Linked DNA regions of Mus musculus: regions 2, 3, 4, 5 and 6 are each linked to region 1. Evidence: chromatin contacts called from public ChIA-PET, Hi-C and HiChIP or PLAC-seq data. All regions are on one chromosome and are shown on one strand. Each heading gives the region's core, a stretch centred on a gene start, on an enhancer-like site or on the middle of the called end of the contact. The rest is flanking DNA. Distances are from core to core; before and after follow the strand shown.

What was found. Hi-C and Micro-C count contacts between places; a contact is called where the count stands out from the background. ChIA-PET counts read pairs in DNA pulled down with a chosen protein or histone mark. HiChIP or PLAC-seq counts read pairs in DNA pulled down with a chosen protein or histone mark.
Region 2: a contact with region 1 is called in a Hi-C map of CD8 T cells, with 2.0 times the contacts expected there. The contact joins the enhancer-like site here to the promoter of Acsl6 in region 1. A contact is called at or near these places in 1 of 39 promoter capture datasets (cranial neural crest), 6 of 484 Hi-C or Micro-C datasets (the Ba/F3 cell line, CD8 T cells, the HL-1 cell line and 3 more) and 2 of 115 datasets of contacts at active chromatin or transcription factors (embryonic stem cells and large pre-B cells).
Region 3: a contact with region 1 is called in an H3K4me3 HiChIP or PLAC-seq map of stem cell-derived neural progenitor cells, with 3 times the contacts expected there. The contact joins the promoter of Slc22a4 here to the promoter of Acsl6 in region 1. A contact is called at or near these places in 2 of 39 promoter capture datasets (the C10 cell line and hippocampal neurons), 5 of 115 datasets of contacts at active chromatin or transcription factors (embryonic stem cells, pancreatic cancer cells and stem cell-derived neural progenitor cells) and 1 of 9 other capture datasets (liver).
Region 4: an RNA polymerase II ChIA-PET map of memory CD8 T cells shows a contact between it and region 1, with 9 read pairs. The contact joins the enhancer-like site here to the promoter of Acsl6 in region 1. A contact is called at or near these places in 1 of 39 promoter capture datasets (cranial neural crest) and 3 of 115 datasets of contacts at active chromatin or transcription factors (embryonic stem cells, large pre-B cells and memory CD8 T cells).
Region 5: a contact with region 1 is called in an H3K4me3 HiChIP or PLAC-seq map of embryonic basal ganglia, with 4 times the contacts expected there. The contact joins the promoter of Slc22a21 here to the promoter of Acsl6 in region 1. A contact is called at or near these places in 10 of 39 promoter capture datasets (the 3T3-L1 cell line, the SN4741 cell line, cranial neural crest and 6 more), 2 of 484 Hi-C or Micro-C datasets (bone marrow-derived macrophages and cortical neurons), 7 of 115 datasets of contacts at active chromatin or transcription factors (astrocytes, differentiating embryonic stem cells, embryonic basal ganglia and 3 more) and 4 of 9 other capture datasets (adipose tissue, embryonic stem cells, liver and 1 more).
Region 6: a contact with region 1 is called in an H3K4me3 HiChIP or PLAC-seq map of bone marrow-derived macrophages, with 2.4 times the contacts expected there. The contact joins the enhancer-like site here to the promoter of Acsl6 in region 1. A contact is called at or near these places in 2 of 39 promoter capture datasets (the 3T3-L1 cell line and pre-B cells), 1 of 15 datasets of contacts at CTCF or cohesin (large pre-B cells), 2 of 115 datasets of contacts at active chromatin or transcription factors (bone marrow-derived macrophages and memory CD8 T cells) and 2 of 9 other capture datasets (adipose tissue and embryonic stem cells).

The regions. Positions count from the first base shown.
Region 1 is chr11:54,301,695-54,305,343 of GRCm38.p6, forward strand. It overlaps Acsl6 (acyl-CoA synthetase long-chain family member 6), which reads left to right and starts at 2,130. Exons shown (of 21, transcript NM_001033598.1): 1 at 2,130-2,228. It overlaps Gm51861 (a long non-coding RNA gene), which reads right to left and starts at 2,007. Exons shown (of 3, transcript XR_003949553.1): 1 at 1,666-2,007; 2 at 133-243; 3 at 1-17.
Region 2 is chr11:54,698,256-54,702,093 of GRCm38.p6, forward strand. Rapgef6 (Rap guanine nucleotide exchange factor (GEF) 6) reads left to right here. Exons shown (of 29, transcript NM_001252494.1): 29 at 1-1,031. Among named protein-coding and RNA genes, the nearest start is that of Cdc42se2, 88 kb to the right of the region's middle. Within about 2 kb of position 1,931, at least 18 of the 459 cell types and tissues checked have an H3K27ac peak or open chromatin away from gene starts, as enhancers often do. A contact at or near this core is called in CD8 T cells, where this site is marked.
Region 3 is chr11:54,025,918-54,029,587 of GRCm38.p6, forward strand. It overlaps Slc22a4 (solute carrier family 22 (organic cation transporter), member 4), which reads right to left and starts at 2,187. Exons shown (of 10, transcript NM_019687.4): 1 at 1,667-2,187. The coding sequence starts at 2,059.
Region 4 is chr11:54,726,091-54,729,486 of GRCm38.p6, forward strand. The region is part of intron 3 of Cdc42se2 (CDC42 small effector 2); the gene reads right to left. Among named protein-coding and RNA genes, the nearest start is that of Cdc42se2, 60 kb to the right of the region's middle. Within about 2 kb of position 1,466, at least 168 of the 459 cell types and tissues checked have an H3K27ac peak or open chromatin away from gene starts, as enhancers often do. A contact at or near this core is called in memory CD8 T cells, where this site is marked.
Region 5 is chr11:53,978,933-53,982,634 of GRCm38.p6, forward strand. It overlaps Slc22a21 (solute carrier family 22 (organic cation transporter), member 21), which reads right to left and starts at 1,401. Exons shown (of 10, transcript NM_019723.3): 1 at 533-1,401. The coding sequence starts at 925. It overlaps Gm30927 (predicted gene, 30927), which reads left to right and starts at 1,099. Exons shown (of 4, transcript NR_168634.1): 1 at 1,099-1,405; 2 at 2,377-2,465; 3 at 3,028-3,100.
Region 6 is chr11:54,615,841-54,619,607 of GRCm38.p6, forward strand. The region is part of intron 7 of Rapgef6 (Rap guanine nucleotide exchange factor (GEF) 6); the gene reads left to right. Among named protein-coding and RNA genes, the nearest start is that of Rapgef6, 95 kb to the left of the region's middle. Within about 2 kb of position 1,956, at least 18 of the 459 cell types and tissues checked have an H3K27ac peak or open chromatin away from gene starts, as enhancers often do. A contact at or near this core is called in bone marrow-derived macrophages and memory CD8 T cells, where this site is marked.

The DNA of each region.
Region 1 (3,649 bases), core at 880-3,379:
GCCCAACACTCCAGCTCCTACCAGAAGAGGGCACAGAATACACAGTAGCTTAAAGAGTGAATGAGTACATGAATGAGTGGGAACTAGGAGGTCACAGCTACCTGATGGCTTGATGTAAAAGCCTCATCCCACCTTGCCTGCACATCTCTGGATGCTGGCTTCTCTCGCTCTGTGTTCTAAGGTTGCTGGACCCATGCAGTCTAGAGATCTCAGAGTTACAGCTGCCTGATTCATGATGGAGATCTACAAGGAGGAAGAAGCCCTTGGTAACTCAGTACCGAAAACAACAGCCCTGTGACTCAGTGGAAGGGACACACCTAGAGTGAAAAGCGACCTGGCCGTGATCCCACAGCCAGCCCAGCGTCTTCCTGTCGATGTCCCTCAAGAGAAGCCAAGTACTGCTCAGAGAAAAGCGGAACCCCACTCGGCTAAGTTATCACCAGCTCGGCACCAGCACAGAGCTTTAAACTGTGATGCTCGCAAGAAACAGAGACATCTATAGGAAGAGTAACTGGATGCAGCATCCTGCAGGAGGCCAGGCTAAATGTGTCCCATGACATCACTCTGGAGAAGAGGCTGCCAGAAGCCACCCAGGAGCCTAGATGCTCCTGCAACTTGGTGTTGCAGAGGACTGGCCCCAGAGCCTGCTGCTTGCCTCCTAGGACCCCTGCTCTGTTAACAGGTATTCACTGTGTACAGATAGAACAGTGTACAGATGATAGAAAGACCAGAGCATCCGAGAAGGGGATGGATCTTTTCATCCTAACTATAATGTGAAATGGATATTGACAGAATGCAGAAGGAAGGCACAAGAAGGAAAAGGCCCTACAGTGCATATGATCAGAAATTGCAATGGGATAAACCCTGCTTATGGCTTCATTATATTTAAAAAATGTGTGATGATATTCTGGCCAACTCCCTAGGCCAGTCTGACTTGAAACCATCTATGCCCTCTCCCAAGCCTAGAAGTGTCCCCTGACGGGGTCTCCACCTGAGCAGGCAGGCCTTCAATTAGTTCGCTACTGCTGCTGGGAATGCAGGAGGGATTTCTGATTGCTGTGTCACCCACTGGGAACAATCCTGCCACATCACCTCCATGATCCTCTCATAGAGGTGTCTGCCAAGTTTAAGATTCCAGCAAAACCCTTGCCAGGAAGAGACTGGCTTCAAGCAAGAGCAGCCCTCCCAAGACCCGGTTCCTGTAATGGGAAAGAATGGTCTATTGTAGAGACTCACTGTAGATGTTTCTGCAGACTGTACATCTCTAAGGTTCACAGAGATAGGCCAAGAGACACATACCAAACTAAAGATGCAGGACCACCCCCTCCCCAACACATAGAGAGACACACAGATAAACACAGACACACAGATAAACACATACAGATACACACACAAAGAAATTGAAGCCTAGATATGAGTTCAAGTGCACAGAGAGCATCCAATCTCACCTATCCACCCCTTGCTTTCTGATCTCTAATGTCTGGTTTCTCTCCCTCTTACTCCTGGTATGGGTCCTTGTCTTAACCAGTGCCTGACCAAGGTCTGTGCTGCTTGAGCGCTGTCCTCGGTGCTGGAAGCCTAATGAGTCCTGAATGCTTGAAGAACGAGGGGACCTTGGTGAAATCCACTTGAAGATGTCCATCGAGGCCCCATCAGAATACCTACCTTTATTATTTTAGAAAATCACAGAGCCAGGCTTCCTCCTTTTGTTCCCAGACAAAGGGATTGCAACTCTTCAGCTCACTCTTCAGCTCAGCAATGAGACCACCAACAACCTAGTGACCGTATGACCATTTATCACAGCTAAGAGGAACTTGAGCTCTTATGTACCACACATATGCATCACTGCCTGTGTCCTTGGGAGACACCTGTGATTCCATGTGGCTGCCTGTGTCTTCATGAGACATGCCTGGGGACATGGCAGCTGGTGAGTCTTCCCGTGACCTTGTGTGGCCTCCAACCTGACCTTGAGCATTCTTATTAAGTGTGGGTATTATCCAATCTAGCCTCACCTTGATGCCCCCCCCCCCCCCCCCGCCCCATCACTCCCTTCCCTCTTGGGTTTGCAGATGTGGCTCCCAGCAACTACAAAATCAGGTCCTAGGGGGCGTCTGACTCAGCCAGGAACCGGCACTTCAGCATGTGCACTTTCTGGGACAGAAGCCCTGGACCCCCGCTGCCATTTGAGCCTGCCTAGCCATAAAACCTTGGAGGCCGGTCGTGTGGAGGTAGGGTCGTTCATGGGTGGAGGCACGGTGAGGTAGGAGCGGCAGTGAGCCCGTGAGCCCCTTCCTCCAGCCCGTTTCCCCCAGAACGTTGCGGGGCGGGCGGCCCAGCCCCTCCCCCAGTCGGGCTCGGCAGTTCGGATGCCGCTGTCTCTTTGCCCAGGAGTCCCGGCGCGCTGCGGGGCTGGGAGTCGGGTTCCGTGAGGAGCGCGCGCTGCGCCCTCCCCCTCCCGCCGGGTCTCCGCAGCGGCGCGGGGAGGCGGGGGCTAAAAATACCCGGCGGCGGCGGCAGCGGCGGTGGCTCTGGGGCTGCGGGGCTGCGGGCCTGGGAAGCAGTGCGGGCCGGGCTGGGCCGGCTCACCGACATGCTGACCTTCTTCTTGGTGTCGGGGGGTTCTCTCTGGCTGTTTGCCGGTAAGTCCCGGTCCGATCCTGACCACCATTTCCGGGAAGCTGTAGTATCTCGGCCCAGGGTGCGGGTGTGACATCTCCACCTTGCGGAGCCCTCTGCTGCGGCTGCTGAATTGTCCCTTCAAGGTCCCCGAGGCGCCCCCCAATTCTGGTGGGGGTCCATGGGCAGCGTTGGGGAAGCAGCTGGGTCAGCCCGGAGGAAGGGCCTTACTAGCTGAGACCCCCATAACCCCCCTTCCGTTCTCAAGCTCCTTTCTCCTTGTGGTGAGAACCGGTGATCAGATTAGGCCCCGTGCCAAGGGAAGGGCAGACTTTTTGTGTCTGTGTCCATCTCTAGAGACCAAAATCCAAGTTATGTTGCCCCCACCACCACCACCAAGGTCCCTTGGTGAATTGTACGGCAGAGCTGACCTGGGTTTCCTGATCCAGCCAGAAACCTTTCTCACTAGCGGTCCCTGCTGCCCTTTAGCCAGAGGACAAGACTGGTTACTTGCCCCTTAGCTCTGCCCAAGGCTGTACCCTGGCTTCCCCCCTGCCTCACCCCTTTCCCTCCCTCATCCTTGCACCCTCTTTCTTAGGAAGCTACAGGACTCCTGATAAATCTCTGCATAGTACTTTCCCCAGATTCCTACACCCATACCTGTACTCTCCCAACAGGCCCACCCCTTACCAATACTACTTCTCAGCACTGGCCTCTCCCCTCTCCAAGCCTCCGGCTAATACCTCTAAAGGGTTTCCAGCCCCACCTCGGCCCCAGCTCTGTGCAGAATCTCTAAACCTGATAATGTACGTGAAAATGCTTGGCCTAGCCCAGGCCAAATGCTCTCCCCATGCTAATATTTCTTATTTGGTATTCGGATAGCACCATCAGCGGTGGTGACAAAGTTGTTTCTGAGCTAAAGGAAAGGCAGAGGTTGATTCTTTTGTGAGAATCATGTGTTTTCATGTGTGAGTTTTTTTTTTTTTTTTTTTAATATTCACTGTGAAACCTAGGAGGTTGGTGGGACCTCTTC
Region 2 (3,838 bases), core at 681-3,180, 400 kb after region 1:
ATTGATCAGAATAAAAACCAAATGCTTTGTAGTTTGATGTGTATGAGTCCCTGAAAAAAATCATGTCTGCCTTTTTTTTTACTTTGTTAGGTGACTAGAGCAAGGGAAGCCTTAAAGCCCATGATTGCTCCAGTTCTAAGCCCCCATTTGTCCTTGTTCTAAGTGTGCAACATTACTAAACAGACTAGTGCCCAGCACCTGCCAAGACTGTCAAAGCAGGAGACTTTTAGTGCAGAGTTTTGCCAAATAATAAATTTCAACAAAATCTCAGAGTAAACCATTAAGAGATTAGTGAATCCAGCCACTGCTTACAGCAAGGTTACTCGGAATCACCAGATTTCATTTCCTCTAATTGATGTCTTTATAAATGATCTTTGGGGAAAAAAATCCTTTAGAGAGTATTCATGAGGGTGGCATGTTGGTTACCTCCATGATCTCTACCAAGCTGGAAGAGCAGGAATAGCCATAGGGTCACCTTATATAATTACAAAGAAAGAGGAAGGAAGAAAGGTTTCCTTAAACATTCAACCCAGTGATTATTTGGGTGGAAACATTCTAGAAGACGCTGGGTGTGCCCGTGCAGCGTTCTGTTACACGCTACAGGCGGGGTCCACCGAGACAAGTCGGGTACATTTTCAAATCAAACTTGAGCCCCAGTCATCTTTAGCTTTCTTGTTGTTTAAAAGGCCTCTTTATTTTTATTGTACAGAATGAATGCAGTTGAACTTGATAGATGTTTTAAAATTGAAATGTGAGTTTATCAAAAACAAAAGCAAAATTGCACAGTTGCTATGATCAAGTGACAATTATCTGCACAATTCATTGATTGTAAGGCATCCTGTCACAAGCAATGTTGTCTCCTACTTTCTGATGCCTCTTAAACTTATGTCTTTTAGAAAGACAGTGCCTCTGTATGCTTTGTATTTTTACTGAGTGTAAATACTTGTTATATTTTGGTTAAGAAAATGTAAGGGTATCATTTATTACCACATCTCCTAATACATCGGAACCAATAAAGAACATGCATCAACTGTGTGTGCTTCCTTCCCAAGTACATAGAACCCATGGAATAGTTACCCAGGTCACTTCCAAGGGAGTGTTCAGGCTTCAGGGTGGCTCATCAGGAGATTGCTTGCCTCCCTTAACATGCACAAAGCCCTGGACTTGATTCCTAGAAACACACAAAAGTGGATATTACAGCCAGACGTGGTGGCACACACCTTTAACCCCAGCACTCGGGAGGCAGAGGCAGGCGGATTTCTGAGTTCGAGACCAGCCTGGTCTACAAAGTGAGTTCCAGGACAGCCAGGGCTATACAGAGAAACCCTGTCTCAAAAAACAAAAAGTGGATATTACAACATAGCTACATCTACAGCGCTGGGGAGATGGAGTCAAGAGGACCAGAATTTCAAAGTCACCTTCCACTAAATGGATAGTTTGGAGCCAGCCTAGGACACCAGCCTAGGACACCCTAACTAAACTTAACAAGAATGCCAACTTGGGACCTGTGTTGCCAAGTTCTCCTCTGTGTTCTCCCAAGTCACCAGAGAAATCGAGAGTCTTATATTACTATCAGCCATATAATCTGTAAAACTACTGTAATTTAAAAGATGTTCTTTGTTGCAAATGGAGTAACAATGACTTTAAACCCCATTGAACTTGCTTCCTAACAGAAATATCCATGGGCAAACTGTCACAGTTGGTACAAATGCTGTTGGGCCCTAAAGAACTTGGCAGCCTCCATTCATACTAGGGCATCATCTCAAGGATGGTCTCAAATAAAAGCATGGTCCCTTTTTATTGGAGAATGAGCTTTCTAGGAGGTCTGCTCACATCAAGGTCGTCAGAGCCACAGTGTAGACTGAAACCTGTAAGGAAGGGTAAGACACGTGCTGTGACAGAACAGTGGGCCCCACGTAGTCCAGTGAGTAGAGGAAGCAGGAAACCACTGTGTGAGGGACCTAGTCAGCCAGTGAGCCTGTGCAGCCTCTCTACCCAGCCTTGGGTGATACTCAGGTGGCCATTTCTTTTTTTGGATTCAGGTCACTCTAGACCTTGGCAGTAAAGTTATCTCCCAGTCCCTTCTATATATGTAGGTTTTCTCATGTGGGAACTAACACCTGTAGGCTCCAGATTCTCATCCCAACACAGGGTTTTCCCAACCTTTTGCTCAAGATAAGAATGGGCAGTTTCAAAAGGAGCTATGTTACATTCTTTGGGAAACAAGTCTTTGCCTTCACCTTGAGTTTGAGCTTTTAGAACTCAGAACTAACAATGTTTGCTGTCACCTACCCACCTTGTAATTTGTTAGCAGGTCATGGTAACAATCATAGTAATTTACATACTTGGGTACCTGTTGCTCATGGGTGTAGTCCATAGCACACCTTGAGAACCGAAAACCTGTGAAGCCTGTGAAGAGAACAGCTGAGAGGAACTAGCCATCCCAAGGGTGGCCTCGGGAGCCAGCCAGCCAGCCTGTTCCCCACTCAAGATATGCAGGTGAGTGTGTAGTATGTCTGATGCTTTGCCTTTGGAATACTGTTTGATGGAGTCTCCCTTGTTCTAACACTGGGTTCCAGGGGATCTAGCTGCATGCTCACAGCCTCAAATTTTCATGGCGCTCTTTTCCAGTCTCTTCTCTGCCTCGCTACACTGGCCAGTGTGTCTAGTGCAATGTTGGGAGTGGTCACATTAGGTTCTTTTTTTGTTGTTTAGTTTGAGTAGGGTTGCCTACAGGAGCATGAGCGCCTTACCAGTGATGACATTATTGAAGAAAGCGTCTCTCACTACCCAGCAGGCCTCCATAGTGACCTCACTAGTTTAAATCCTATAGCTGCCCCAGCATGTGATGGAAGCTGAGCCTTCCCCAGTTGAGTGAAGATGTGGGAATGGAAAGGACACAGTCCATCCAACAGATCTATGGGAAACCCAACACCTGCAGAGTAAATGCTAGATGAGCCCAGACCACATATCACAATGGAGTGTTTGCTACTGATGCTACCAGTCAGGCATGCTGCATTTGGCATACGCTTGCAGTCACAGCCACTGGGAGATGAAGCAGGAGCATAAGCCACATAGAACAGGATCTACTTCGTTTTTTAAAACAAGTATCAGGGTTTGGTGCTCCCATTAGGCTTGGGAGAGTAAGAACATTTGCCATCTATCCTGATGAGCTGAGTTCAGTCTTTGAACCTACACAGTGAAAGGGGAGAACTGAGTCCCACAAGCTGCCCCTAACATCCATGTACTGTGGCACATGCATGCACACACAAAATAAATGGAATTTTTAAGATTTACTTTGAAAATGGTCTCAACTGTGATCCTATCATGGAGTTCACTGTATAGACAGGTCTGGCCTCAAGCTCACAGAGATCCGCCTGCCTCTGCCTCCCATTTGCCACCACCTATCAGTTTAACAGCACACTTAAAGGAAGCTGATAGCTTTTAGATGGGTATATTAGACAAAATTCACATTTCAATATTTTTGGTTAGTAGTAAGTTAATTCAGGATAATAATAATAATAATAATAATAATAATAGTTTAACTAAGATTAATAGATAGCATCACAAACTAATTAGATATTATGCCCAAAACGGGTACGTGTCAGCTCTTTGAAAATATGTGGTAAGACAAGAAAGGACCATAATTGTGAAGTCTTCACCGTAACATGCTAAAGCTCCTCCCCAGAACCATGATAGGAAACCCGAAGAGCCATAGTTGAAGCTGATAAGAGTGGCGTGAACGAGCCTGTTGTCTTGGACTGCTGCCCTGGTAAGTCACGCATGTGTGGCACCTACCTATGGGAATCTTGGGGTTTTTTTTTTTTTTTTTAAAGAA
Region 3 (3,670 bases), core at 937-3,436, 280 kb before region 1:
GGACCCAAGATAGTCAGGGTGCTAGTGTGAGGGACCCAGAGGCTGTCACTCTCCATGAGCCCTGCCTCCTCCACAGCTGCCACCCTTGACTAGGTGTTCTTTTGTAATAGTGACTTCCATAGCTTTCTCCCAATCTTGCTTTCCATAGCAGCTAGAGCAAACTCTAAGAACAAGGGGTTTGGAGAGTTGATATTCATCTGTAGTTCTCTTTAGGAGGCAGAGGCAAGAGGATCCCTGTGAGTTCAAAGCCATTCTGCCTTGGTGATGCACTGAGTTACAGGCTAGACAAGACGATATCCTGTGGCCTTGTCTCAAAAGAAGAAAATAAAAACATACACCCTAGGTTTGCTATTTCCACAGTTCTCAAAATACAGTCAACATTTCAGAATACCCAGAAGCTGGCTGGTCCTAGAGGCAGTTCTGGTCTCTTACCCTTCCCTGAATGCCACCTACGGTATCAACAGGGCTCTTATTCCCAGAACCAGTCACATTCTTGGCTAGATAGGACTGTCTCTTAGCTCCAGATTTGCTTCACACTCCTTCCCGCAGTCTATCCAGATCTAGTTATTCCACAAAGAGAAAGGAGTTTATTTACCCAAAGTCACACATAAAACAAGCTATGATTTGAATTTTTGGCTCCTGAAGGCCAACAGCTAAGTAGGGCTGACATCAGCTCTCCTAACAACACAGCTGGCATGCCCACAGGCATCAGAGCTCTGCAGGTGGGACCCACACCCTAGCTGTCTACACCCTGGGGCCAGACACATTTTCTGTTGACTGCTCTGTAGTGCTGAGGGAAAGAGATAAGAAATTGAGGCTGTTGTTCCCAGAGATCTCATTGGGAGGAACCTAGTTGGTTTTTTGTTTAACCAGCCTAGGGAAAAAAAAAGACAGACCAGAAGCAGCAATGGTGGGAAGGCAGATTTTCTACCAGCTTGACCAACAGCAGGTAATCAGTTCTGGGTGATGCTCTTGCCAGAAACAGTGCTTGTCTTATCTGTTATGACCTGGTCCTCAGCAAATACGCAGCAGGAAACTAAGAGGGAGTAGTAGGTCCACATTCAGACTCTGGTGACTTGGGGAACCTATTCCCTGATCACTTAGAGGTAAGGCAGTGGGCTCAGCTGGAGCCTTGATCACCAGCTTACACTTCCCTCAGAAGTACGGGTCTTTCCTTGAGTGTCCAAAGGCCAGGTTCTAGTTTTGACTCCTTACATCCAACCAGTGTCAAGGAAGGGGCTGCTGCCTCTTTTTCGAGAAAGTGGGGGCCTCGACATAGAGGCCCTTCTGTCTCAAGACCCTTCCTTGTGTCCATCAACAGACCACTGTAGCCATTCTCTGTAGCAAGGAAATAGCTATGACTATAAATCAAGACAGTCTGGTTTGGCCTGCCCAGGGAAGCACCAGGGCTCTTGGGAAACTCTGTTGTGAAACTCAGAAAGGAAAAGGCAGTTGATGACAACACTCTCTTTTTTTCATCCCCTCCATGCCACACAGAAATTCATCAGCTCTGAGTGTGCGCTGAGAATACACTCACAACCCCACTCTGTGCCTGGAAGTTTTGAGACAGTAGGTGACACTGACCCAGGCACTGTCAGGGGCTGTTGGGGGCACGGATGCAACGGAGTCTCCATTCCCAATGTCCAGCTCCAGCACTACCACCTACCTCTGTCACGATGGTGGACAGGAAGATGTCCTTGTCGTACTCCCAGCCATCCAGGCAGCTCTCCTGCTCCAGCTGCTCCAGATCCACGTCCTGTCCTGGCTCCAGCCCCATCGCAGAGAAGTTGGCGATGGTGGCCAGTCGGTAGCGGCGGCAGCTCTGAGGCACCTGTCGTCCGTCCTTCGTCTCCAAGGGGATGCTGTGGTTGCGCCAGGAGCTGCTCAGGTTCACAGTGTCAGGAACCAGGCAACGGTGCTCGGGGGTCCCCGCCAGGAACACGACTGACATACCATTGAAGCCATTGGGGATGATGCTGGCGCTGAGCAGAAAGAAGATGAGGCGCTGGAAGGGCCCCCACTCGCCCAGGAAGGCGATCACCTCGTCGTAGTCCCGCATGTTTCCACCTCTCCTCCTCAGCTTGCGTGAGGGAGGTGGGTGGAGAGAAAGGATTCAGCGATTGCGGCGCGCTGAGGGGATCTTCCTAGGTGGCTGCGTGCAAACACGCCGTGGGTGCTGCAAAACTCCCAGGGGTTGGCGCGGAGCGCCGGGAAGCCGAGTCCTCTGGACCACACCCCCGTGCGGCTAGGCAGCGAAAGGCCACTGCACTCCACCGATCTGGGCGGAGCTCTCGGGCCGGCTCAGCCTCCTGCTCCGTTCCTTGCACCCAGCGGCCTTCCACGCAGGCCTCCCGCCCGGAATCGGCCGGACAACGCGCGTGCAGCTAGGAGCTCCGGCTTTCTCGGCCCCACGTGGGAGGGAGAGCGACAGGGAGGAGCGTCCCGAAAGCCAGGCCTAGCCCGGAGCAGGAGTTCGTTGCTCCACAATCCCAGCCTGGATTATGAGCAGGCGGACCGGTCAGTTAATCAAGTCTGCGCTCCCAAGAGACCTGTGTGGGGGACAGGAGCGCCACCTCTTCACACACACCAGCGTGGGAACTCACTTATGAACCTTAGCATGGCCGTAGTCCATCACGGGACGGCGGCGGCCCGAGAAGCGTCCTTGGAAAAGCAGGATCCTCACCTTGCAAAGAGGCGACTGTGGACCTGGAGCCAGAAAAGGATGTGCGAGGTCATGCTGAGTCAGAGGCGCGCCCTGGATTAGAAGGGCTGGATCACGGGCCCCTGAGTCGTTCTAGTGTCCTTTCGAAAGATTCCCTGTGGCCTTTATAGAGACACCAGAGGGAAGTCGGCCCACTGAGGGAGCATAGAGGAGTCACCACGCCTGGGCTCGGTGTTTGTCCTTTTGCACTCTCGGGGCACCCGGAGTCCTTTATTGCGGCACGGTGCCAAAGCCTTCTTGGACTGAAAGGCTATTTGCAGAAAGGCCCATTCTAGTCTAGGAACAGAGGGAGGAAGGGACAGAGAGAGGACAAACTGGTGAGATTTGGCCCTCAGAACTGGCAGGGTAACCAAAAGCGGGATTGCCTTTTTTCTCTCTCTGCTCAGTATTCACATCTAAGGTCCTGGGCACAGTGTACAAGCTAGCCCAAGCTAGAGCTGGGCTCCCCTAGCCTGGGATCCACAGGCCTGGAGAGACTGTAAGGCTGAGTAGCCCAACACTTTGCACAAACCGGGTTGTCTCATCAGACTCTGGCAAGGAACTGAAGGAGACTTCTGCTTTTTTCTTTGTTTTTGTTAGTTTCCCCCATGAGTCCTACTGTTAGGCTGACTTCCCACCAGTAACTTACATTTCTTTTCCTGTCATTTAAGCCGCATCTCCTAGTATGCCAGGACACTAGCTTTTTACTTTTGTTCGTTTGAGACAGGGTCTTCGGATGTAGCCCTGGCTGTCCTGGAACTTGCTATGTAGACCTGGCTGGTCTTGACTCACAGAGCTAGCTCTGCCTGTCTCTGCCTCCCAAGTGCTGGGATTAAAGCTGTGCACTTCTGTGCCTGGATCCGTGCTTATTAATCCAGTGAGAGTACTCGCAGGGTTTCTTTACTTCTGAAATGCTTGAGTGGTGGTGTGTTGTGGTCGGAATCTCACTTAGGTTCTGTTCTTCCACTT
Region 4 (3,396 bases), core at 216-2,715, 420 kb after region 1:
TTTGCTCACCCAGATTCAGGGTATGTTGCCCCCACTACACTCCTCTTACTTCCCCCCCCCCCCCCCCACTGTTCCTGTGTGGAGCAGTAAGTCATAATTCTGCAGAAGAGCCTTAAGAAGCAAAGCCAAAACGGATGTGGCAGTAGTCTCCTCTTCTTTTTGCTAAAAACCATTAGAGTGACCCTCGGAAGCCAGTCATCCTAGTTCACCCACCCGTATGTACTCCAAAGCATGATCAATTTCCAGTATCCCAAGTGAGACAGCTTAGTAGACCTTCTGGAGGGTAGAGACAGAGACTTCATCACAAGGAGAAAAGGACAGCAGCTGTACACCTGGGGCAAAGGATCTGCAGGACAGGGGCCATCTCCCAACGTCTCACAGGAACCTGACTTGCAAGAGCAACTGCCTCTGCTGTACACTCAGCCTGCTGGAGGGCCTCTCTAGGCAGACCTGGCATACTGGAGTCACACCTTCCAGGCATCCTGGTTTCTATAATCCTGGCCCTGAAGACTGAAGAGCCACCATGCCCCCTGTGGTGCTAGGAAGAAATCACACATGGCCCACACCCCTACACTAAGTGACTTACTTGAATTTCTGGGTGAGGCTCGGAGAACAGCTGCCACAGTAAGCTACTGAGGGAGAGTGTGCAAACACATTCCCAGGGACACGCTCACACATAAAGGCAAAGGTGGGAAGCCTCCAGCTCACTGTTTTCACAAAGACACATGTCCTTGTTAAGATAAGGTCTTAAGATGAGATGGTGGAGGAAGGAAGAGATGAAAACAGAAAGGAAGGGGGTGGGGATCAAGCACTTGAGCCCACACCAGTCAACACAGTGAGCACACCCATCCTCCTAAAAGTCCCTTCCCCATCCCTTCTCCACGTAGGCACTGATCTACTGCCCACATGTCTGTCAGCATTTTCCTGAAGCTCATTTAAATGGATCCTCCAGCATGTGCTTTCCTTCACTTGTGCAGTTATTCTGAGGGTGGTAACTGTTGCTACCTATACCAGGAGTCACTCCTTGTTAATCACAGAACTCTGAGACAGGTTAAACTATAGCGAACCAAAATCAATCTGAATTCCTTGCTATCATCTCTTCTCAGTCAGCTGAGTTTCCCTAAGGGACATAAACACACTTTGATAGCATGCAGAGCACATGTGGGCAAGGCTCACAAGGTGGCAAGACCTTCTGTGTCAACTCCCAATCACTAGATACTGACACTCCAACTATGATGTAGTGATGCAGAAATTCCATAGAAAGAAACGTTTGCCAAACCACCTCTCCTCTAGCACAACTGTTCACATTTGTGCCTCTAATCCCTGACCTTATACAGAATGAAAAGCATCTGAAGCATGACTAGGAGTATTTGCATGGCCGGCAGCTAATGAAGAGTCCTGTAAGAGTGAAGTGTTCCAGGAAACACAGTGACTCTACCCAAGTCCACACAGCAGGGCTGTGAGCGCCCTCTCAAGCTTCCTGTTTTGCTTTGCCGAGGCCCAACTGTGGAATTCCCCTGGCTGCTGACAACTGCATCTGTGTTTGTCTTGAAATTTTAATACCATGTACTTGAAAAAGTGTGCTGTTCAAAACAAAAAATCCACCTTATGCTTGAAAAATATGGTGTGCTTAGTGGTTGGTGGCTGACTGGGGGTAGTGGAATCATGCCAAGTACCCATGGCTGGCATGGAATTTGCAATCCTCCTGCCTCAGCCTCCTCAGTACACCTGCCTTTGTAGTTAGACATTTATACTTAGTCCTGGGTGCCGTGGGCTCCACCCTCCCTCACATCTCAAGAGCTGTAGAGCAGAGAAAATCTTCCCAGCTGTCAGGATGTCCCTGATCACTTTAATTGGATGCTTTCTGACTAACAGTGAACATGACGGACTCTCCTCTCCTAAATACTGAAAACATCCAATCTGTCCTTTCTCCTGTGAAGAAGAGAGCTATGGAGTCTTGTCATAAATATTTTATTTAGTTAACTATGCAAACCAGTTAGTAACTATACAAACCAGGCTGGCTTTGACCCTGGGCCCCTTCCAACTCCTATCTTACCTACTAGAAGCAGGAGAATGTTCTTACTTTGTGTTAGCATTACACGCTGTGAATGCATGTATGCACAAATGTGTGCACACGGTACGCAGAGGACAGAGGATGAGAGCCCTTGCAACTGAGGTCTCAGGTCATTGTGAACCACCTAGCTTGGGTAGAACTGAAATCAAGTCCTGTGGAAGAATGGCCAGTAAGTACTCTTAGCCAAATCAATGTGTTGTTAATTCTGGGTAATTAATCTCTAAAGTGTCCTTAGTTACAGAAAATGTGCATTTCATTCTAAACTTTTACATCAGACTGTTACTGGTTTAAAAGGAGCGAAATGCAAGTTTCTGAGGTACTTGTATATCAGTCATGTGAGAGACAGAACCCGACCACAATAACCTCAAGCAAAGGCCTGAGCCTCCATTCTTGCAGGTTCATAAAACCCAAGGGGGAAAAAAATAAGCCCATGCTATTGGTGTCAGAGAAGCAACTTCACTTTGGCCCTTTAAGAATTCATGACCAAGAAAGGCATTGACTTTCAGGCTACCACACAACAGGACCTGAAACTGCACACTGTATTTTCTAAATAAACAACAATCTCCCAGATGAGGTCAGATGACTTACAACAATAGGGTCTTTTAGGCAATGTTTTAGAACTCATAAAAGCTGCCAGTTAATGGGAACTTTTCATACGGCCTGCAGACAGGACTGGGTAATCCAGTGTGAGGCACTGGGTAGGTACAGGAAAATAAAGCTAGAGCTTTTTAAGTTATTTGAAACAGCAGTTGTTTTTCTTCTTAATTCATCAAAAGGCGTTTCTGACTTTCTTCCCAGGGTTTTGTTTGTGGCAATGGACAGTACGGTGAAGGAGCGCACAGCTGTAATAGCACTGTTTGCCTGGGAGCTGAAGCAGGAAGGTTCCAGGACAGTCTAAGCTCCACCCTTCCTCAAAGGTAACCCTGTTTCTGAGCTGGGCACTCGAGTCTACAGCATGAAACACATCTATCTGGGACTAAAAAGTCTCTGAGACATGGGAGGAAAACACAATAAATACTACTTTTATTTTTCATTATTCTTAAAGATTTTAGTCCTTCAAATACTTGATATACAGGGTGCTATGAGGCTATAAGGTGTGTTGTTTCTACAAAAGTTATTAAAAACAATAAACAGAAAATATTGAGTTATATTAGTACTTAACCTAAATCTACCAATGAAAGATGCATAGCAGAGCTTCCTAGGATGCATTCCTCCTGCAGACATGTGCCTTTCAAAATGCCAGAATGCCTAAGTGTGGTGGTTTGGATAAGAATGGCACCAAGAGACTCACGTGTGAACACTTCGTCATCAGGGTGTGGCAG
Region 5 (3,702 bases), core at 151-2,650, 320 kb before region 1:
ACCCTGGATAGATCTGCAGACACATGGGTCCTTAAGAAGTAACAATCCATCGCTGGCAAATGGAAAACAGTTTCTCCTGGGGCATGGCAAGACTTCATTTTGGGGTAAGGATAGGTGAGGGAAGAAAGAATAACTCCAGAAAGGGTAGAGAGTTTGGAACACACGTTTCTTTAACTTTAAAAAGTTCTGCAAAGAGTCTTTCCTTTCTGAACAGAGGCTAAAACCTGTGGTCTCTTCTCTGGAGCAAGTCTGAATCCGGCCCCTCTGAATCACATCACTACCTCGAGAAAGTCCCACCACTCAGGGTCTCAGGGCATCTCCTAGGGGCAGAACCTTCTGGACTCTATCTTCAATGGGACCCTATGGACGGATGGTCTGCCAGACATTTGTCCTCTGAGGGGCGTACTATGGCTAGAAGTCATCTCATAAAATGTTCTTAAAGGATGCTCATCACCAGGGAGCTTGTGGTTAAACTAAGGAACAACCATTGCCTGCGATGTCACCAGACCCTGACAGGGGGGCTGTCACCTACCTCTGTCACGATGGTGGACAGGAAGATGTCCTTGTCGTACTCCCAGCCATCCAGGCAGTTCTCCTGCTCCAGCTGCTCCAGGTCCACGTCCCGTCCCGGCTCCAGCCCTAGCTCAGAGAAGTTGGCGATGGTGGCCAGTCGGTAGCGGCGGCATTTCTGAGGCACCTCTGGTCCGTCCTTCGTCTCCATCGGGATACTGTGGTTGCGCCACGCGCTGCTCAGGTTCACGGTGTCTGGTATCCGGCAACGGTGCTCCGGGATCGCCGTCAGGAACACGGCTGACAACCCAGTAAAGCCATTGGGGATGATGCTGGCGCTGAGCAGGAAGAAGATGAGGCGCTGGAAGGTCCCCCACTCGCCCAGGAAGGCGGTCACCTCGTCGTAGTCAAGCATAGAGTCGGCAGCCCACGGCGTCCCGCCGGGAATCCGAGGATACTCGGGCGCAGTGGGCGGCGCACGGTTTGTCCGTGCACGCGGAGCACCAGTCACTCGTCGAAGAGGAGTTCGAGAAAGCGTCGGGAGACGTTTTCCACACGGAGAAGCTCGTGAGTTCCTCCCGCCGCCTCAGACCCCGCCAGCGCCAGAGACACCGAGGACGTGAGGCCATGATGGACTCCGCGCGGAGTCTGGCCTAGACTGCAAGGCCGGCCGTGCAGTCCTGAGGCGAACCGTGGGGTGGGCGCGGCAGGAGTCTGAGTGATCCGTAGTGGGCACTGGACGCGCCTGTACGTGAGGCGGGTCTGGTCCCGGTCTCCGAGCTGGCTGGACAGTGCGGAAGCGGGATGGAGCCTGGCTTCAGAACTGCGCGGGTGTGAGGGAGCCTAGGAGTCCCTTGCCTACTACTCTGAGCTGTTCGCTGAGGAACGCCCTGAGGTAAAGTCCTTCCCAGTCGAGAGCAAGCGAGTCGGGCTGGGGGCGGGGCCGCTGTAGTCCCCGCCCCGAAGCTGCTGCTAGAGGGAGGGACGGGTCTTCTCAAGCCACACCCCCCGAGCGAGTCGGGCTGGGGGCGGGGCCGCTGTAGTCCCCGCCCCGAAGCTGCTGCTAGAGGGAGGGATGGGTCTTCTCAAGCCACAACCCCGAGCTGGTCCCCAGGGCTCCTTTGGGGGAAGTTGTGACCAAGCTGGGTGTTGACTTGGAGAAAGGCGTAGGATTTCGGTATGAAACACCCTCTCAACTTTTTGTTATGGGTCAGAAAGGGATTGTATCCCACCAAAAGTCTTCTCCTTCAATGGACCTGAGTTCAATTCCCAGCACGCATTGGAGGCTTACAACCTTCTGGTAACTCCAGTTCCGGGGGAACTAATCCCCTTTTCTGGTCCCCTGTCACATATAGTGCACAGACATACATGCAATCAAAACGCCCACTCACATAATGTCATATTATAATAATCATTAAGAGATTGAGACAAATTTTGAGGCTGTGGTCATGAGGCTGTGGGCAATGAATTTCAATTTCTAGGCTCTGTTCTGTGCTTTATGTTTTTAAAGATTAAGAAATCATTCAGTTATTCATCAAATCGACTTAAGCAAATATAAAAATTTAACTTCAAGATTAAGGATCTTAGTCTAGGATTATACCCTCAAATTAGTTATTTTTTACAGTTAATTCAGGAGCTGACTGGTGATCTACATAGTTCCAGGCCAGTCAGGACTACACAGTGAAACCCGTCTTAAAACAAACACAGAGCCTTACAATGAAATCCATTGTTTTGTGCAAATAGTATTTCCTAAAATTAAAAAGATAAGGTATAAAAATAGCAATTGTGTAATTCTAAAGTAATATTGTCAAATGAAATGAGAAGTTACATTTATAATTTTATTTATTTATTTATTTACTTATTTAGATGGGGCCTACTGTATTTCCCTGGCTTTACCTGCAACTTTGGTCACAAATGACCACCTGCCTCATCCTCTCTAGTAGCAGGGACAACAGGTGTGTACAGCAGATGCACATTATCATTAAAATTGTCTTGGTAGCTGTTGTATTCGTAACTTTTCTGGTTACAGAGACAAAAGCAATTTAAGGGAGAAGAGGTTTGGGCTTGTGCTTAGAGGGTAGAGTCGGTCACTCTGGGAAGGCCGGGTGGCAGGAGTCAGCTTGTCACAGTCGCCTCAGTCAGGAAGCCAGGAGAGAGAAATGCTGGTGCTCAGCTTGCTTTCTCTCCTCTTACTTAGTCCTGGACCAAAGGCCATGGAACAGATGCTGCCTCTCTGAGGGTCACTCTTCTCACTCCAACTAATGAGATCTAGAAGCTTCCTCACAGACACCTAGAGGTTTCTCTCTTAGGTGATTCTAGACCCTGTCAAGTTGACAACAATAATTGTCACAGCCATATTAATAAAATGTCCAGATCTAGTAAATAAAAATTTTACGTGGTCAGATTCAAGTTTTGCATAAAGAACTAACAATTTGAAGTATCGTTACATATTGGTACTTGCAGGGACATGTGAGGTTGAGATGTAAGTGGCTGTCCTGTGTTCTTTCTCCCTGCCAGTGCTCATAGTAGAAGCCTTTAGAGCTGGGGTGTGGCCTCACATGCACCAGACCTTGGATTGGATCCCAGTTGTGTAAGAAAAGCTTTTCCTTAAAGAGTATGGAATTAATTGTAAGACTATGTTATTATTTTATTATTAAGTTGGCATGGAAAGTATTGAAATGCATTTGATTCTTATTAAAAATCACCAATCCCTGTCTTTCATATTAAGTCTTGGGACTTCGGTGTGTATCTTATAGGATGTTTCTGTTGAATCTAGTGAAGTACACATTTAAATACTCAGCAACTACTTCTAGGTAGTGGCTACCCTGTTGGGTGGTATTATTTTAAGGCCTTTAAAAATAAAATATAAATAAAATAAATTTTTAAAAAATTTGGGTTGTTACTAATAATTTGAACATTACATGATGTTTCTGTCTTAAGAAAGTGCATTTCAATGCTTCTTTGTTTTCTCCCATGGGCTTTCCTCTCTCTCTCTTTCTTTCCTTCTTTCTTTCTTTCTTTCTTTCTGTCTGTCTGTCTGTCTGTCTTTCTTTCTTTCTTTCTCTCTCTCTCTTTCTCTTTCTTTTCTCTTTCTTATTTTCTTTCTTTCTTTCTTTCTTTCTTTCTTTCTTTCTTTCTTTCTTTCTTTCTTTCTTTCTTTCTTTCTCATTTTGAGGATTTAACCCAGGGCCT
Region 6 (3,767 bases), core at 706-3,205, 310 kb after region 1:
TATAGAGCCTGCAGGGAAGAGGAGGGCATTTCTTCAGATCCTGAGCAAAGCTGTAATCAGCTATAACTCCCGTGCTGTAGAGCATGACTGGGTTCCCGAAAGTGAGGAGGGATGCGAGAGAACCTGCACTTGAAATCCAGAGAGAAGGGGAAGGGTGGGGGCGCTGATTCTTTTAGCTTCTCTGATGAACAGGGTAGACAAGCTTCATCCTGCAGCTTGAAGGCAGGCACTAGGCAGCACATAAATGCAGCTTGTAGCTGGGAGAAGTAGAAGAGCTGCACAGTGAGCTTCCTTACCAGGTCTGACCAGAGGCTGAGCTGCTCCGAGCTGTGGCCTCGTTTCTGGAAGAAAAAGGCAGCTAGAGAATTTGTGATCTGACAGTGGAGTGCTTGCCTGGTATGAACAAGGTCCTGGGGTTTAATCTGTAGTATTAATCCTAGGAAAAATACAAATACAAAAAGACACCATCTATGCCCTTGTCCAAGGCTAAGTTACCCACTACCCACATACAGTGCCATTTAATTTAAACTCCTACTTGAAACAAATTGCAAGAATGTGATGGCTTAAATAGTATTCTATTAATGAAATTTCAGTGCTTCGCTCTTACCAAACTACGAATTTCAAGCCTTTCATTTCCCACTACCATCTGCCATCTGGTTCTGTATTCCATTAGTTTCCTACAGCACTTAGAGTCTGCTTCATGGCAAGAGTACATGCTGCTGGACCCTCAGCATGCTTTTTCTTAGCTGTGTTTTTGGTGTTTTGTGTGTATTTATTATCAGAATAAATTTATGCAGATGGGAGTTTATGTTTTTACTGATCTTGTTTCTTTTGCTGAGTCAAGCACTGTGGTACTTAGAAGTAATCTAGAAAAAAATTCAAGGTGAATAATATTTGAAGTAAATACCAGTATTGGTTTCAAGGTAAATGGCAAAATATCTCTGCTAACTAAAATGTTGGTCTGTAAGGCAGAGGAGAGAAATGGACAGGGCTATCCTGGACTGCAGAATTGTGGAAGATTTCATTGCACAAAATTCTCCTCTGACCAAGAAGACAAGATGAGCTTAAAAGCTGAATGGTCCCTGAAAAGGGAACCTGGACATGATGATGCTGAAAGGAAAAGCATTGAAAATATGAAGTGCTGGCTTAACACTTAAACCTCAATTTTAAATGTGGTTTTTATAAGTTTGTATAACATTTTCATTAAACATGTGGCACCTTTTACTGTAGCTTCATGTTTAGTTGCAAACAGGAAAGAGATATTCTCTGATGGTTTATTTGGTGAAGGCCAACTCATCGTAGAGTCAGCTTGTACTCACCGCATTATATGTACAAAGTACATGTGACAGGAAAGGAAAACCAAGAGAGGTTTAATCCTTGTCCTACTAGACCCCTGTGCTTAACCTATTTATCATAATCTTTTTAATGATCTGCCTAGGGCGGGCTCAGTTTGCTAACTATCCTACAAAAGTGAGTCTCCTACCATCTCTTAATATTATCATTCTAATCCTGTGATTATTCTGCTCCTTTTAGTCGACCATTGTCCATCTCTTCCATTTGAGTCTTCATATTTACTCTCTTAACCATGCCAACCACCAGTGTTACTCTGGGCTGGTCTAGAACTCAGGGATTCAGTCTTTCATATGTTGGGATTGTAAGCGTGAGCCACCACATATAGTTAAATTTATTCATCTGTTCATTTTACAGTTAATGAGAATCCTTCTTTTTGCTTTAAAGTACATGTTGGTTACAGAATAGGATATTGTATATGAGATACTATCATAGTCCATTCAAGCTGCTGTTTCAAAAAAAAATGCCGTGCACTGGGTAGCTCACAAACAGTAGAAATTCACTTTTCATGGTTTTAGATGCTGGGAATTCCAAATTACAGTAATGACAAATTTGCTATCCTGTGAAAGATCTCTTTCTGATCTGTAGATGGCACCATCTAGCTATTTCCTCATATGGAAGAAAGGTTGGATGGGCTTCCTCTGGCCTCGTATAGTACTACCCGTGAGGCACTACCCATTCATGAGGATTCTAATAACTTGGTGAGGTTTTAGCTGCTCAGAGGCTCCACCTTCCAGCACCATCATCTTGAAGTTAAGATTTCTTTCTATTAAGAATTTTTAGGGTGTTGGAGAGATGGCTCCATGTAAGAGCACTTGTGATTTTGGCTCCTAGCTCCATATAGCAGCTCACAACCATCAATAACCCCAGTGCAGGGAATTAGATGCCCTTTTCTGACCTCTGTGGACACCAGGCACACATGCAGTTTACTTACAATACATGTAGCCAAAACATTCATATACATATAATGAAAATAGTTATAATTTTTATGGGCTGGAGAGATAGTGCAATGGTTAAGAGTACTGACTACTCTTCCAGAAATCCTGAGTCCAATTTCTAGCACCTACATGGTAGCTCACAGCCATTTTTAATGGTATGTGATTCCCTCTTCTGGTGTTCATGAAGACAGAGCACCACTCATATTCATAAATAAATGAATAACTCTTTTTTAAAAAGTTTTAGGATCTGGGGATATGCCTTGGCTAAAGGAGCCTTGGGTGGCCCTATATTTGATGCCTAGCACTGTTGAAAAGGGAGGAAGATGTATGTAGCCCAGTTAGTAGAGTGCTTACCGTTACCATTAGGTTCAACCTTAGCACTTCATAAACTGAGCATAGGAGCATATACCTATAATCCTAAATGGCAGCAGGAAGATCAGAAGTTTAAAGGCCTTCTTGGCTACAGGTCAAGGCCCATCTGGGCCACATGAAACCCTGTCTCAAAAAGGAAAAGAGGATAATGGTCCAGGCCATAGCAGCAGACTGTTACAAACCATCTTTTCTAGTCTTAAAGGAGCTCATTGTATATTCATTCTGGATTATTAACTACTTAAAAATAAAGAGGAATCCAAAGGCACTATAAATTGTGCATAAAGCAAGACTAAGTTGTCATCTGAGCCCTAATGTGAATTAACAAAGGCCAGAAGATTAATATGCTGGCCCACAGAGAAAATGTGGAAGCAGTTCTGACAGCAGGGAGGCTGTAATTGCAGATACGGCTTTCTTTCCTGCCTGTCTCTAAGGTCGTTTTGTGTCCTATGGCTTACCTGTTTTTTCTCCATTCTTCTCTGTGATCCTGTTGCTGGCACTCTTTCTCTGCCCAGTATGTTGTATTTCTGTTGCTTCATTGCTCTTTCTGGTTCTGCTTCTCTTACTCAAGAGTTCTCCTTCCCATTTCCCTGCCTCTCCTCTTCCTGTTCATTTTTAGCTTTGTTCCTATTTTTAACTCTTTGAAACTTGTATTTATGGTCACATACACACATATTTATACATCCTACTGCAGCACAAGGAACCTGCCAGTGTCTACCCCTCATAGAAAAGTGACTTTTCTACACCTTCTTTATAGATCCTCAGCTACGACTGGGGCCTCGGGAGCAACTCTATAATGGAGTTTTGTTTTTTTTATACTGACTTAATTTTATTCCAGAGTACTTCTAAATAACAGTGCCATATTATGCTGGATATTTTATACTTCCTTGGTCTTATATAGGTCTTATGTGGGTAACCACAGTTGCTATGAGTTCATGAGTACAACATGTTATATACAAAGGAAGTATTTCAGAGCACTTGTCCCCATCTTCAGGCTCTTACTGCCTTCTCTTCTGTGATGTTCCCTGAATCTTTGGGCTCAGGAAAGGAGATTAATAAGAGAATAACTGACTATGAAAGAGGGCAGAAAGCATGTAAGACCTTAGATGA